Linked DNA regions of Mus musculus: region 1 is linked to region 2. The links are chromatin contacts, called in public HiChIP or PLAC-seq maps. All regions are on one chromosome and are shown on one strand. The core of a region is the stretch at or near the end of the contact, and the rest is flanking DNA. Distances in the headings are between cores, read along the strand shown.

Region 1 (6,913 bases), core at 4,064-6,563, 230 kb before region 2:
TAAGGTTAAACCTCAAAACATTTTGATTTCCTAGTTCAAATTCTCTCATTCCGTCATTGTTCTTCAAAGCTGATTAATGTTCAGGGTCCCTAGAGATTGAATCCAGGGCTCTAAGCACTTTATGTAAGTACTTCACCTCTGAACTATACCCCCAGCCACAGCCCATTTTAAAATGAGGAAAAGCATTCTCCTAGACATTTACTGTTTACCCACAGCACTTACAGCACTACATAACTTAAAAGTTCAAGCAAATTACATAACTTCCCGAATGATTATAGGTTTTTTTTCTTACAATAACTACATGCTTAACAAAATTATAAAATTTAAAAAAAATCATGAGTTTGGGGAATATAGCCAAGATGATGTGAGTTCCGACCTAGCATATGCAAAGCCCTTGGTTTAAGCCCCAGCAACATATAAATAGGGCATAGTGGTACATGCCTATATTTGTGAATATAGAGGTAGATTGGATCTAGCCTGGTGTATGTAGGGCCTTGTCTTAAAAAATAAATTAAGTAATTAAAAGAAAATGTGGATGATATGTGTCCAATTTGAATTGTAATATTCTCCTGAAACTAGGTCACTGCTACGGACGAACAAGTTGCTTATTGTGGTTATTACATGGAATGCCTTGCCTCTCTTACCCCCACCACTCCTAGTATTTGAACTTCCGCAAAATTCTTGCTTGCTCAAAGCGCTATGGCTCCATTTGTCTTTACTTGCTACAAATACACAATGCAAGCACTAGGTCTGCCTCTGCCGTTTGCCTATTTGAAGTTCATTGCCTTCAAAAGAAAAGACAGGGATTAAAGTATCATGGAAAGAGCTGTTTGCATGATGCAATTAACCAGTCCTTAGGAGCAGAATGAAAGCATTTCTAGATTTGGGGTTTTTGAAAAAGTGCTCAGCCAGGCGTGATGGTTCATACCAGTCATCCTGTCACTCAGGAAGCTGAGGCTGGGGGATTGCTATGATGAACCTGAGGCCAGCCTGGGCTATGCACTGAGTTTTTAGTCAGTCTGAGCTACAAAGTGACAACATGAGCTTCTGTCAAAAGAGAGGGGGGAAAATGTCAGATGTTCCTCTTTGAGGAGGGGACATAAAGCGAAAATAAATACTAAAGAATTCAATTTTGCTCTGCTAGGGCCTCATCTCTGACAAGCAGTTAATCTATTTGTTGATACTGTGAGAAGAGAATATCCAGCAGGGAGAAAATTAAAAAACGCTCAGCGCCAGTTGCTACCCTGATGAATCTCATCCAATTATTTAACAGGACACTGCTGGGTATACTTTTTTATTGTTTTAATTTTATTTTATTTTACTCTATTGTTTGTCATAACAGTGTGAAAGTTTTCTGGATTAAAAAGTCCTCTTTTCTGTCAGTTTTCATTTGACAATCATTGACTTTTATTTTCCCGCTTCTGTGCTTATAACTGAGTTAGAATTAATGTAGGACGATTGTTGATGTAAGTATGTGTGTGTGCGTGTGTGTGTGTGTGTATGTATGTATGTATGTATGTATGTATGTATTTACCTTCTTCGTGGAATGTAGCGTTTTAGAGGTTGGATTCTGACAGCGATTTTAAAGTGCCCCAGTAGGAGTCTGGGAGTTTTAGGTGAGAGAGGAAGGACATTTCCCCGTCATGGGACCAGTGAAGCATGCAGGACCCCTGTCCAAGCTCTTGCTTCTTATGGTTTTTGATTACTTGAGGTCAGTGGCAGCCTGAAAATATCAAGTGCAGAATTCCAGCGGTAGCCGATGTCTGTGTTCTGAACTGTGTGCAGCGCTCTGTGCAGTGTGTTGAAAGCTCAGGTCCTTCTCCATCCCTGCCCGTGTCCAGTACATCCTGGGTACACAGCTGCCCTCAGCACTTTGGCTGGACCATGACCTTGGCTGCCTGCCGCATCACACTCCTCGTCTTCAAGCAAGCCTGATTTTATTTAAATTGGTCCCCAAAGGCACAGGAGTGACATGAAGGAGGTAGGGGGTCTTGGAACTTTTTCTTTGGATGAGGGGTTCTACTGTACTTGAGAAAAAAAATCAAGTGTTATACTCTTCTGACTCTTACCCCCCCCACCCCCATCATGAAGGACTGAAGCAAGATGGCCTCCTAGGGAAAAGAAATTCTTCCTTATCAGTTTAGACCTTTGTTAGCCCCTGGAGGCTCAGAGGAATGATGCTTTTACCCTGGGGGAGTTGCTGTGATCCTATGGACAGTCTGGCTCCCTCTAACAGTCACCAGCACAGATGAATATGGCCTCATTCCCCATGTGGCACAGAACCTTTTCAAATAAACTCTTCTTATTCATTTATTTCCTACAATGCCATCTATAGCTGGAAACTATCAATTTGATCCTAATGTGGTTAAGGCTCCTCAGCATGTTGTAGTCCTCTTAGGTCTTAAGCCTTGGGCGAGAGGAGCCAATCAGATGTGAATTTGTGAACAATGAGAGAAATTTTATAAATACCGAGTTCCTAATATTGAACAAGATGAACTGTAAGCCAGTTTCTCTCTACTTTCCTCTGCCATGCTCACTGCCCCGAGTTAGACTGTACACCTTCGGGGCTGCCACATGCCGGCCAGTGCCAGGATACAAGTGGAGGTCCTAGTCCAGACCGCTTCATTCCAATTCCTGTCTGTAGCATTGCTCTGCTTTCCAGGAAACCTTGTGGTCCTTGGTCCTGGATCTATCCATCACCCCTTCTGGTGCATGACTCCTACTCGGTTCTACTCTTACCTAAATAGCCATCCCTTATCCAGCCTGGGCACCTGGAGCAGGGTCTAGAAGGGAGAGCAGAGTTCTCCCACTGCCCCTTACCCCCGAGGGAGGAGTGCTCTGAAAGAGAGCTAGAGTCAGGTATAGTGGCACATGCCTAGAATCCCAGCAATCTGTAAGATAGGGACAAGCGCAGGTTCAAGGCCAACCTGACCTTTGCAGCAAAATCCCTGTTTCAATTCTCCCCTTCCCAAAAAATTAGGGAGAGACCTGATGCAGGCAGTTAAGGGTGCTTTGGCCCTGCACAGTTCTAGAGAACGGGTAGTAATTCCCTTGGCCCTGAAGCTTCCACTTGATGGCTATCTTCCCCTCCTCACCAGGGCCTGTGAGAACCAAGACACCTGGTTGTGTTATCCTTGCTGTGGCATCTGACTTTCCTCTCTCCTCCCCCTCAGCTGCCATTTCCTTCCTCAGTTTCCGCTACAGGCCTTGGGTTTCCAAACCCCAACCTACCTGTGCTGCTGGTAGGACAAAGCCACACCACATTTAATTGAACAAAATCTTCAGAACGAACAGTTTTAGTTTCAGGCCTTATTGGGGCCACAGCCTGGAGTGTGTGGGGGAACAATTGTTTTAGAAGGAATTCACCCAGTTACTCCTTCCCCTCCCCCAATCCCCAGCTCTGGGTGGAATCCAGCTAGTCATTTTCCAACCCGGTTGTGTGTGCATAGACACACTGCAGCTTCTTTGATCCCCCGCCTTTCCTGCTAACAGACAAACCGCTGCCAAAGCTTCCAGCTCCTTTCTCCATGGTGACCAAGCCCCTCATTTCCATTTAATCCCAGCCTCCCCATCCTGGGTGCCCACCCCTTCCTTTCTGTGAAGCTTGGGCATTTCCTTTCTCCCCTCTCCCTTCTAGCAGCTGACTCTCTCCAAAGTTTAATAAGTGTCAACATGCCACTGCCCCTTCTCCTGTGCCCTATCTGCCCTCTCCTCTTTGTCTCCTTTCTCCACTACGTCCAAATCTTTGCTTCTCTGCTTTTCACTCTTCAAACGTGTTCCTCTTGGGCCCCATCGTTCCCTGATGCCTCTGACCTGAAGGGAGGGCACACAGGCACAGAGGAGAGAGGCAGAAGGCAGGTCCTTCTCTTTTCCTCTCCTCTCTCAGTTGTGGCTCTGCCTGGGTTCTGTGAATGAGGGTGTGGGGAGGTGTCTAAGTCTATATAGCACTGTTGCCTTCAGCCACATCAATCCAAGACCTCCTTAGAGTTCTTTGGAGCAATCCCTGGAATCTTCTAGATTCTTTTAGAAGCTTCCCAGATGCCCACCCTCTCCTTCTGGCTATCAGGCAAGTTGTGCAAACAGGTGAGCCTAGAAAGACAGATGACCATCACACGCTGTTAGACTGGTGGACCCAACTCATCCAGGGAATGTCCTACTCCCTGACAGGGCCTAGGAATTGCACTCACAGTGCTCCTCTGGAGGAGGCCCTTCTGGCTCTAATCGTGGTGATTGCATAGCTGGAACATGGAGGGTCTGCCCAGGACTCACTTTTAACAGTCCAGTCCTGTACATCCGTATCAACATTATCTTCCTCGTGGTAACCAGGTGATTTCTGCTGTGCAGCCAGAGAAGCTGAAGCCGGGCAAGCTTAATATGTTGCCCAAATATTTGTACAAAGAAGGAATCGGTGAAGCTGAGCCAAGAATCCAGGTTATACTGTTCCTGGTTCCTTCCACTCACTGTCTTTCTTCAGTGATCCGTGGAGGAAGCAGAGACAGGAGGAGACTGTAAACGTTGGTGTGAGGCACGAGGAGGCAGTTACATTTTCCCTCACTGGAGGGGGCAGTTACATTTCTTTCCCTTTGTCCTATCGACTCAGTCCAATGTACAGTCATATGAAATGTTAATTTGTGCTGTTCTCAATATTTAGTTATATCTACCCCTACGTGCGTGTATCTGAGTTTTCCTCCCCTAGGCTCCAAGTTCCCCAAGACTTTTACTCATACATGTCCTCCAAGGAAGGCAGAAGGATCCCACATAGGTCCATGGGGTCTGGCTTCAGACCTTGCAGGAGGCGTGTGATACAGTGCTAATGACGTCATCACTGAATCGCATAGAAGCCCAACTCTCTTGCTTTTCCATCTTCCCATAGTGCCCAGCCAGGCTCCTCGGCCTCCTCGTTAGCCTCTGTGAGAAATTAAAGCTCCGGTAATCAAATCAATCCTTGTAAATTCCCCAAGAACAGCTCCAGAGGCCCCAACAAGCCAGCAAACCCCAGACCCAAATCCATGTCAAATTTCATAGATATAATTTAAGCAGGGATCAAAACACACACTAACCTAGTAAGTACGGCTGCTCAAAATGCAGAGTTTATAGTCCATCTGCCTCTCTGCTTCAGGGAGTCTGTATTAAATTTATTGCAAAGTAAAACAAATAAACCCAAGCAAAGGCAAGATGAAAATCTGCATACTCGTCGGAGAATTAGCAGCCCTCTCTGGTTAGGAAGGCTGCCTCTCAATTTGCATCTCTAAGGAGTTGTGACTGGGCTGGGGGTTGGGGCTGGTTGGGCAGGACAGAGACTCGAAGCAGGACTGTCCCCTGCTGGCTGGTAGTAGAACTGCAACCCCCTTGATCTTTGAGGGGGACTTTGTGGGGCTTATCCCACACCCGTGGAGAAAAGGATCTGCAGATGAAATAGTGGTTGACAACGTGTGGAGTTGGTAGAGCAGGCAGCAGAGAAAGAGAGAGAGAGAAAGTCACTGTGGGAAGCAATCTGTATTGCTTCTGTATGTAAGACTCGTGGCTAGGAAGTGGGTTGGAGAGAGGGGTGTCAAGGAGATTTGGAATTTTTACAGGTGTACTAACCAGAGACTGCATCGAACTTCGTGACTTCTCTTATTCCTCTTTCCTGTTCCTTCTGCATTGTTTGCAACTGTACTCACAAAGGCCAGAAGTCTGGTGTGGAGGCTGTAGTGATTCTTGCACTATTGGCTGTAGAGTATCAGCCACCTGCTGCCTGTGTAAACCTGGGACAAGCCATGTCGGAGACAAAGGGCTGAGTTGGCGACAGGACTCGAATGTGCATGGCCTTGAGATGTGATGCTTCCTGGAGCAGCCCGTTCCTGCTCAGTTTGCTCATCTGTTCTAAGCCTTTCAGTGTTGACGCTGTGGATCTGTGGTCCAGGAGTACAGACATCCATCATGTTCTTTCTGGGAAGCTCAGAGGATCTCACCTGCTCTCCCAGGATGCTCCCATCATCCTTTCTGCCTGGCTCTATGGGCACCACCTTTAGAGTGATGGGTGCAGAGATTTCTGCAGGCAGGGGTAGGCTATCTTCTTTATAAGATCTTATAGGTAGATGAAGAGAAATATATTGATCTATAGATGTAGTCACACTCTAATAATTTGTTCTGTTTATTTATTTATGAACCCTGCCATTTAGACGGCTGGTGTATACCATGGTCTTTCTTAGCAATCGCTTGCTTTCCTCTGCTTGCTTTTCTCAACCCGGTGCCCAAGACAGAAGGCTCAGAATAAGCATCTGATGAATGAGTGAATGTGTAAGAGCTAAGTGATGCAGGATGATAAATACTTGGCCACAGAGTCTGCTTGGCTGGCCTCCTTGATTTCCTTTATTCTCCAAGGACCTCGTGACAGGCCTCTCTAATCTACTTCCTGAGGAGCTATAAAAAGCCATCTGCTTCTTCACCAGTCCCTCAAAAGGCATCACTTCCAAGTGGGTAGGAGCCCAGAATCTGGAATCAGAAAGTTCACAGTTCTTATCCTGGCTACTGTACTCAAACTAGCCAGGGGCACCTAGCCAAGACCCAGCCTCAGTCTCTGTTTTTCTGTTTCTCTGTCTCCCTGTCTCCTTCCCTTCCTCTCTCACTCCCTCTATCCTTCCCCCTTCTCTCCCTCCCTCCTTCCCTCCCTTCCTCTTTCCCTCCTTCCCTCCTTTCCTTCTTCCATCCCTCTACCCTTCCCTCCTTCCTTTCCTCCCCACCTCTCTTTCTTCTTCCCTCCCTCCATCTCTACTTCTCTCTTCTGACCACAGAATATATGAACACCAAGTCAGACTGCCAGGCTGCCCCAGGGGTTTAACCTTGGCTTCTCTGTTAGTTGAGTAGCTCGGAGCAGGTGACTTAATCTCTGGTGCTTCAGGTTCCTCATCCATAAACTGGAGTTAATAGA
Region 2 (7,108 bases), core at 1,467-3,966:
TAAGCTGATTGCCTCTAATGCCAACACCTAAGCCCTGCAGAAAAATAAAACAGTACCCGGTCCTCCCCTGTGCAAAGAATAAGCCAGGCCCAGCTGCCTGTGAATGCAGGGCTCTGCCCAAAGAACTCTGGAATCTGTTCACAGTAACTGCCATTGATAACTCCCAGGGAGGGCAAACTAGCCTCCCTCAGTGTCCTTTCCTTCCTCCCTCATACTCTCCTATAGGGTCATTACTATTAATATTTCAGGCACTGTGTTAGACTCCTGGGAAAGAGTCAGGTAGGGCTGGGCAGTGGTGGTGCATGTCTTTAATCCCAGCACCTGGGAGACAGAGGCAGGCAAATCTCTGAGTTTGAGGCCAGCCTGGTCTACAGAGTGATTTCCAGGACAGAGAAACCCTGTCTCAAAAAACAAAAAACAAAAAACAAAAGAGAGAGAGAGAGAGAGAGTGTGTGTGTGTGTGTGAGAGAGAGAGAGAGAGAAAGAGAGAGAGAGAGAGAGAGAGAGAGAGTAGGGTAGGAAGGTAAACACCAGTACTTGTCACACCAGGTACCAATAGATATGCAAATAAGAAGGCACCACTGTGTACTCAGAGAAATGGGCAGGTTTCCTTTTGGAGGCAGTGTTTGTGCCTGGTCTTACTGGCTGAGCAAGGGACTCCACCATGTGGAGAAGAAGGCAGGCTAGCCCTTTGAGGTAAAACAGAAATTGCTGTGTTATAGGATCAGGTAGTAGCCAGAGCAGCTTGGTCTGGAAAGAGTGATTACACAGCTGCCTATAAATGAGCCTGGATACCTCATGTAAGTGTGAGCCTCTGTGAGCAGCTTGAGAAGGGAGAGGAAAGAAAATGACCTCTGCAAGCTACCCTCATGGCCTGATGGCTCATAGTGTTCAATTTAGACAAATACTAGGTTTTGTTGTTGTTGTTGTTGTTGTTGTTGTTGTTGTTGTTTCGATTCAGGGTTTCTTTGTATAGCCCTGGCTGTCCTGGAAGTCACTCTGTAGACCAGGCTGGCCTTGAACTCAAAAACCCGCCTGCCTCTGCCTCCCAAGTGTTGGGATTACAGGCGTGCACCACCACTGCCTGACTAGACAACTACTATTCCACATGTGGTCCACGGGCCAGCAGCATCACATCGTAGGACTAGATTAGAGCTGATAAGAAAGGCAACATCTTGAAGTCCAACCTCCGGATTCTATATATGAAATTCACACGGTCCTGGGTGACTCATATGCACGTTAAAGGGTGTTCTCAGGCATCTCTTCAGACCCTTAGGGGTGGTGGGTGTGGTGAGCATAGATCACAGAGGGTGCCTTTCATTAAGACGATCTTTGGGCCTAGAGAGTTCAAAGAACTGACTGCTCTGCCAGAGGATGCGGGTTTGATTCCCAGCACCCACATGACAGCTCACAACAGTCTTTAACTCCAGTTCCAGTTGATCCAATGCCCTCTTCTGGCTTTGTGATACACAAGCATGCATTCAGGCAAAACACTCATACACAGACAACAGTACAATTTTTAAAAAGGATGCTCTTTGGGAGAAAGCATGGTGCTTAAGGTGGAGGGCTGAGAAGACTGAGCAAATTTATACAAACCCCCAGTTCCCACCTCACCGGTCCTCCTTCCTCTGACCTCTCTCATTATTGCCCCTAGGCCACAAACACAATCACCACTGTGCATCCAGTCATGGTATCTGCTAGAAATAAAGTTTCTGGAAATGCAAGCGGGATCCTCCCTCTCACTGAGCCTGAAGGTTTATGATAGACTCAGGAAGCATATTTAAGAGGGGTTAATGAAGCAGCCTATGTAAACCCCTGGCACCGTGGCTGATGTAAAGCAGAGCTGCACTCCAAAAGACCATCACAGCAAGATTCCTGGGCTCCAGCATCCTTCCCAGGATGCCAGGCTCATGCTGTACCCAAGCCAAGCTTTAGGAGAGTTGACGCACGAGACCAGTCCACAGGAGGGGTGACCCATGAGTCCTGTCCACCGTGTCGTGTGAAGTATGACTCAGATAGTCCTTTAATTAATGCTTCTTCCAGCTCATCCCCTATCTTCCCCTGGGATAACCCAACAAAAGCACTTGCCCAAGGCGGACTTGTGACCATCTGACCCAATACAGAGACTCCTAGGCAAACATGGCTGTGTGGCTCCTTGCAGCTAGGTTGGAGCTAACGCTTATACCATTGCCTAGCTCTCTGGCCCTACTGCCTCTAGGCCCAGAGCCCCCAGAGTTATCTCCTATATTCACACCTCTCCTATTAGTATCAGCAGCCCTCTCTGCAGCCATTGCTTGGACACCCAGTCTCCTGTAGGGTCAGTCATTTTAATTAGATTTGCCTGCCTTGGGCAGTTTGGTTGTTCCAAAGCACATTAGGGAGTCCACATTCTATGTCAATAAATGTAACAAGACCCTTCCATTCATATTAGTGCCCAGCACTACTTTTTTGGAAGTCTTCCCGGTGGCCCCTTCCAGGACTATAGATGGGAAAAGATGGGGGAAGCTCCCCCCACCCCTGCCCTGCCGGCAGGCAGAGGGACAGTATGACAAAGCCTGCCAGTGCCCCTAAGGTTTTATTTGTGTATAAGGACGTGTTAATGAAATGTATTGGTTCCCTTCTGATCTGGAAGCTGGGGGAAGGGACGAGCAGAGCCCATCTTTAATTGGATCATACCGGTGCATCATCTGGGCTAATCAGCAAAGCAACCAGGAGCTCCGGCTCAGATTAATGATTTCAGTCTAATCCAAGCAGATCCCATGATTGGATGCACATCCCGCGTAATTGTGTTTGTGGCCCAGGAGCAATGATGAGAGGGGATCGGAGGAGGGGAGGCCTGTGGAGTAGGAGGTTTAGGTTTGGATGGTCCTCACTTTTCTCAGCCCCCACCTCAACTCTGCTGTTTCCTTCCAGGGAAGTTCAGATGTAACTTGGACTGCCACACCCCACCTGCCACGCTGCTGAACAGTGGTCAGGTGTCAGGTGCAGTTAGAGACCGAGGGATTAGGATGCAGAGCTGAGATGGGGCCAAGAGGGTGAGGTTAATCCAGCTTTCACTCCCCTTCCTCCCCCTCCAGACTCCTTCATTCCCCTTTGAAGTGTGTGGGTTCCCATGGAAACCGTGATGTCCTGGGGAGCAGAAGAGTGGCAGGGAGCTAGGCTGGCCAGGTGCGAGGTGGGGAGGAGGGCGAGTGGGGGAGGGAGAGTGACTTTGCAGAGCATGCTCAGCTAAGGTACTGGCTGTCTCTCCTATGACTGCAAGAACCTCTCTGAGAGTTCTGACCCCCCCCCCTCTGTTGGTGCTGAAGTTACCTACGATAAAGAAATGTGGGCTGGAGGTCTGAATAGCCAAAAAATAGTAAAACCAACTATGCTTTGCTTCCCCATTAAAAAGCACTAGGGGTCAGCTGCAGAATCGGGTGGAGGATCTCTAACCGTATTTCTTTGTGCCATTACTCCATTACTCGATAAATTAATTGGATTAACACCTGGATTAACATTTCTGTGCCTTCCACTCGCTGGACTGTTAACTCCATGGGGACAGAGTTGGGTTTCTGTCTATCCTGCTCATTGCTCTGTCCTCAGCAAGTTACACAAGTCAGCCTTAGCAGCATAGGCAAAGAGGGTGCTGAGACAGGCAATGGTGGTGCACGCCATTAATCCCAGCACTTGGGAGGCAGAGACAGGCAGATTTCTGAGTTTGAGGCCACCCTGGTCTACAAAGTGAGTTCCAGGACAGCCAGGGCTACACAGAGAAACCCTATTTCGAAAATCAAAAAACAAACAAACAAAACAAACAAACAACAAAAAAAGAGGGTGTTGAATTGCTTGTCGAGGGGATTAATTAAATAGGTTAGACAGTACCCCATAAATACACTGTGGCCCTAGTTTGAGATGCTGGCAATTGGTAGGGGATGGAACAATCGAGGAGCATGGTTCATAACATTTGCCAATTTCTGTTTTGTAAATGTACCTTCCATGACCCACTCAAAACTGCTACTGAAGAATTGGAAAGAAATACACAGACAGGACTCAGTACAATCCAAATTCGAAGATCCATGTCACAGGCACACAGTCTCTATTGCTGATAGAGGGAGGGAGATGATCCTGTGTGCAGATTCATTAGCTTTCAATGGCCTTGCTCATCCTCTCCCCGGTCTGTCCCTTCGGGTCTAACTCTGGGATCTTAACTTGAAATGTTCTCTCTTTAATGACTTAAATACTTCAGAAAGTGCTGAGGGTGGAGTAAGAGCTGGATACGTGTGTAAGCGCCATGGTGCTCCACACCTGAATGCCAAGGCCAAGAGTTTTCTGCTTTGGGGATTCTACTCAGTACTGTTTCTCTCTGCTTGCGCAAGCTCACTCTCAGCATCCGCCCTGGTCCAGGAACCTTTGCTGGCTTACCAGTGAGAGAACTCCTTTATGGCAATTCCAGAAGCCCTGCTTTAAACCCTTTCCCCCACTGTTTTCTTGGTGTTTTTTGCATACTGCACACCGAAGACTTAAACCAGTCCCCCAGTTCCCATGAACTACTCAGCAGAGAGCCTCAACACTGGTGTGTCCCACCCCCTGAGATCTCATACTAAGTCCAACTGTCACTCAACAAACCAAGGTGAATTCCTAAAGTGCTATGTATATTACACCCATTCCCGTTGCATCCAGACTGGGTTCCTCTCAAATCCATACCTGTGGGGGAAGGGAGGAAACAGGACAGCAAGTATCTGAGTATCGGTCAGATCACTCCCAGGAGAGCATCTTGAAGGTCACAGAATCCTGAGGCTTGATCCCGACAGTCCTTTTAGCTGGAGGTGCAAATTCAGCTTAGCAACCCATGCTAGGCAGGGGAAGTAGAATAATGTTCTAGAAATAGACGTGGTGATAACTAACTTTGTCACCTTGGGCGAGTTAATCTCTCAGAGCCTCCATTTTCTCAACTGTAGAAAAGAAAACACTAATACCCAGGATAAAGTTACATAACATTAGGTAATGCCCAGTGCCTACAGCAGTGTGTTGAGTGGCCTGGAGGTCTTAAGCATAGGCCCATCTTGTGTGGCTTTGGCCTACTCAGTCTGAAACACTCAGTGATGTAGGTCTCGGAATTAGGATAGCAGCCTTGGCAGCTGCATAGTACACGCGCTGGCTCCGCAACTGGGCACTCAGTGTTTCTATGTCCCAGCTTCCTCCTCTCTAAATGTGAGTGAGCGTAACACTGTATCTTCATCAGGACTGCCTAGAGGATTAGATTGCACAGGCAAAGGCTTAGTAAAGAACCTGGGTGGGGGCAGGTGCTGGGGAGAGGCTCAAGTGCTTGCAGCTGGAACATGGATATCTGAGTTTGGATCTCTAAAAACAAACAAAACAGGGCAGGGCAAGTGCTTATTTGTAATGGCAGTGATGGGGGTGTTTGGGCAAGCACCCATCTCAAAAATAAGGTGGGAATGAAAGCAGAAGACATCTGACATTAACCTCTGGCTCTCTTCTGCATGGGCAAGTATGCTCCCACACACGTGTGCAGGCACACACCACATGTGCACACCTGGCTGATGGTAAGCATTCTCTGTGGGTGTCAGCTGCTGTTGAACGTTTTGGGAAATTGAAGCAAGCAGGGTCATCAGGTCTAAGGAGCAAAGGGCAGGGCTCTGGTGATGGGAGCGAGCTCCTAACCAAGTGGTTTTCACAGTGCTACTCAACGAAGCATTTATTCAGTGTACTGTGTGCATGTAGAGCATTATATTAAGTCCTGAAGGCATTGCTCAATGAAGAAATGTGCAGGCAGGGCAGGGGGAGGGGGAGGGAGAGGGGGAGAAGGAAATGGACATAAAGAGTAACTGAAATATATATTTGGCACATAATAAGGGATCTAAAAAAGTATCCAAATATCTGACTTAAGGCATCTGCCCTGTGTGGGAGAGTCAAATTTTCCCAAGGGAGGCAAACCCTGAGAGAGTGGCAGTAAAGTTGCCCTTTTAGGGGCTAGGCTGAGAGATGCTAGGAAGTCAGTGTCCCTAGGATCAGGCTAGACAAGTGGCAGGGGTACTGTTGTGACTGTCCTCTGCAGCAGCTTCCTGGCCAGCACCCTGGGAACTGCCACTTCCTAACTATGCGTCACTGAGGGAATTTGTCCACCCTGTGACCAAAGAGTGTTCTGGCTACAAGTAAGTGACCCTAGGGCTTTACTCTTTGTCTTCACTGGCACTATACTTGGTCACTTACGGAATGTGTTGGGTAAGGTGGCCTGAGGATAGCATGAGAGAGATGGAGACATTCCAAGGAAGAATTGGGACCAGAGCTCTGGGCCAAGGCTTCTGAAGTATTAGATACAGGGAACAGATGTTCCAGGCTGTGTCCTTGGCAAGGCTTTGTGAACTAGAAACTTTAGTGACCATTGCATGCTCTCGGGAGCAGCTGGATCTGCTGGCATGGGAAGTAACATCTTAGCTAACGGCCGCCACCAAGGGTTCCAGCCTACTGGGGCCATTATCTGAGAAGTGATATCATACTCTTGTTTCTCTAGTTCCAAGGAGAGCACACTCTATCCCCTTGCCACTGGCATCTGAAGGCTCTCGGCTCAAGCTTAGCTTTTCCACAGGTTATTGGAAGGCCAGGGGATTGCAGCTACCTTGTTCTAGAGCAGTATGTATGCCCAGAGGTGGCAAATGCTGTGTTTCCACCAATCAGTCCTAGTCTAGGTAGAGCTGCATTGTCCAGAGACTGTGTTCACACCCCACCTGGTCATAACTTACTGATAAGAGATCCAGGAATCTAGAAGCCCAAAAACGTATCCTCACAAGGTTATGCACTGCTTGGTACACGGAGACCTCAATGACAAGAGTCTACAACTGAGATGCATACTCCATTGTCCCTCCTTACAAAGTCGTCAGTACTGGGTCTCCCTAGTAGTGCAGATGAGGTGAGTGGAGTGGGAGAAGAGCATCCTGGGGCTTTAGGACTTCTGTCTCCAAAGGCTTCTTACCAGTCAGCCAACCCAACCCACTCCTCCATTAACTAGCAGCACTCTGCATTTCTTAGACATTGGTTCATTTTCATAGTCATGTGGAAAGAACATAGACTAAGGCTTTGGGCTTCTAACTCTATCACTGGGCAAAAT

What was found. HiChIP or PLAC-seq counts read pairs in DNA pulled down with a chosen protein or histone mark.
Region 1: an H3K4me3 HiChIP or PLAC-seq map of embryonic basal ganglia shows a contact between it and region 2, with 4 times the contacts expected there. The contact joins two enhancer-like sites. A contact is called at or near these places in 3 of 39 promoter capture datasets (embryonic stem cells, neural stem cells and pre-B cells), 4 of 15 datasets of contacts at CTCF or cohesin (embryonic stem cells, pro-B cells and stem cell-derived epiblast-like cells), 37 of 484 Hi-C or Micro-C datasets (the Ba/F3 cell line, the G1E-ER4 cell line, the Patski cell line and 8 more) and 8 of 115 datasets of contacts at active chromatin or transcription factors (bone marrow-derived dendritic cells, embryonic basal ganglia, embryonic stem cells and 1 more).

Annotation. Positions count from the first base shown.
Region 1 is chr9:37,175,676-37,182,588 of GRCm38.p6, reverse strand. No RefSeq gene overlaps it. Among named protein-coding and RNA genes, the nearest start is that of Tmem218, 29 kb to the left of the region's middle. Within about 2 kb of position 5,313, at least 47 of the 459 cell types and tissues checked have an H3K27ac peak or open chromatin away from gene starts, as enhancers often do. A contact at or near this core is called in embryonic basal ganglia and stem cell-derived epiblast-like cells, where this site is marked.
Region 2 is chr9:36,946,454-36,953,561 of GRCm38.p6, reverse strand. The region is part of intron 5 of Pknox2 (Pbx/knotted 1 homeobox 2); the gene reads left to right. Among named protein-coding and RNA genes, the nearest start is that of Gm34652, 24 kb to the left of the region's middle. Within about 2 kb of position 2,716, at least 33 of the 459 cell types and tissues checked have an H3K27ac peak or open chromatin away from gene starts, as enhancers often do. A contact at or near this core is called in embryonic basal ganglia and stem cell-derived epiblast-like cells, where this site is marked.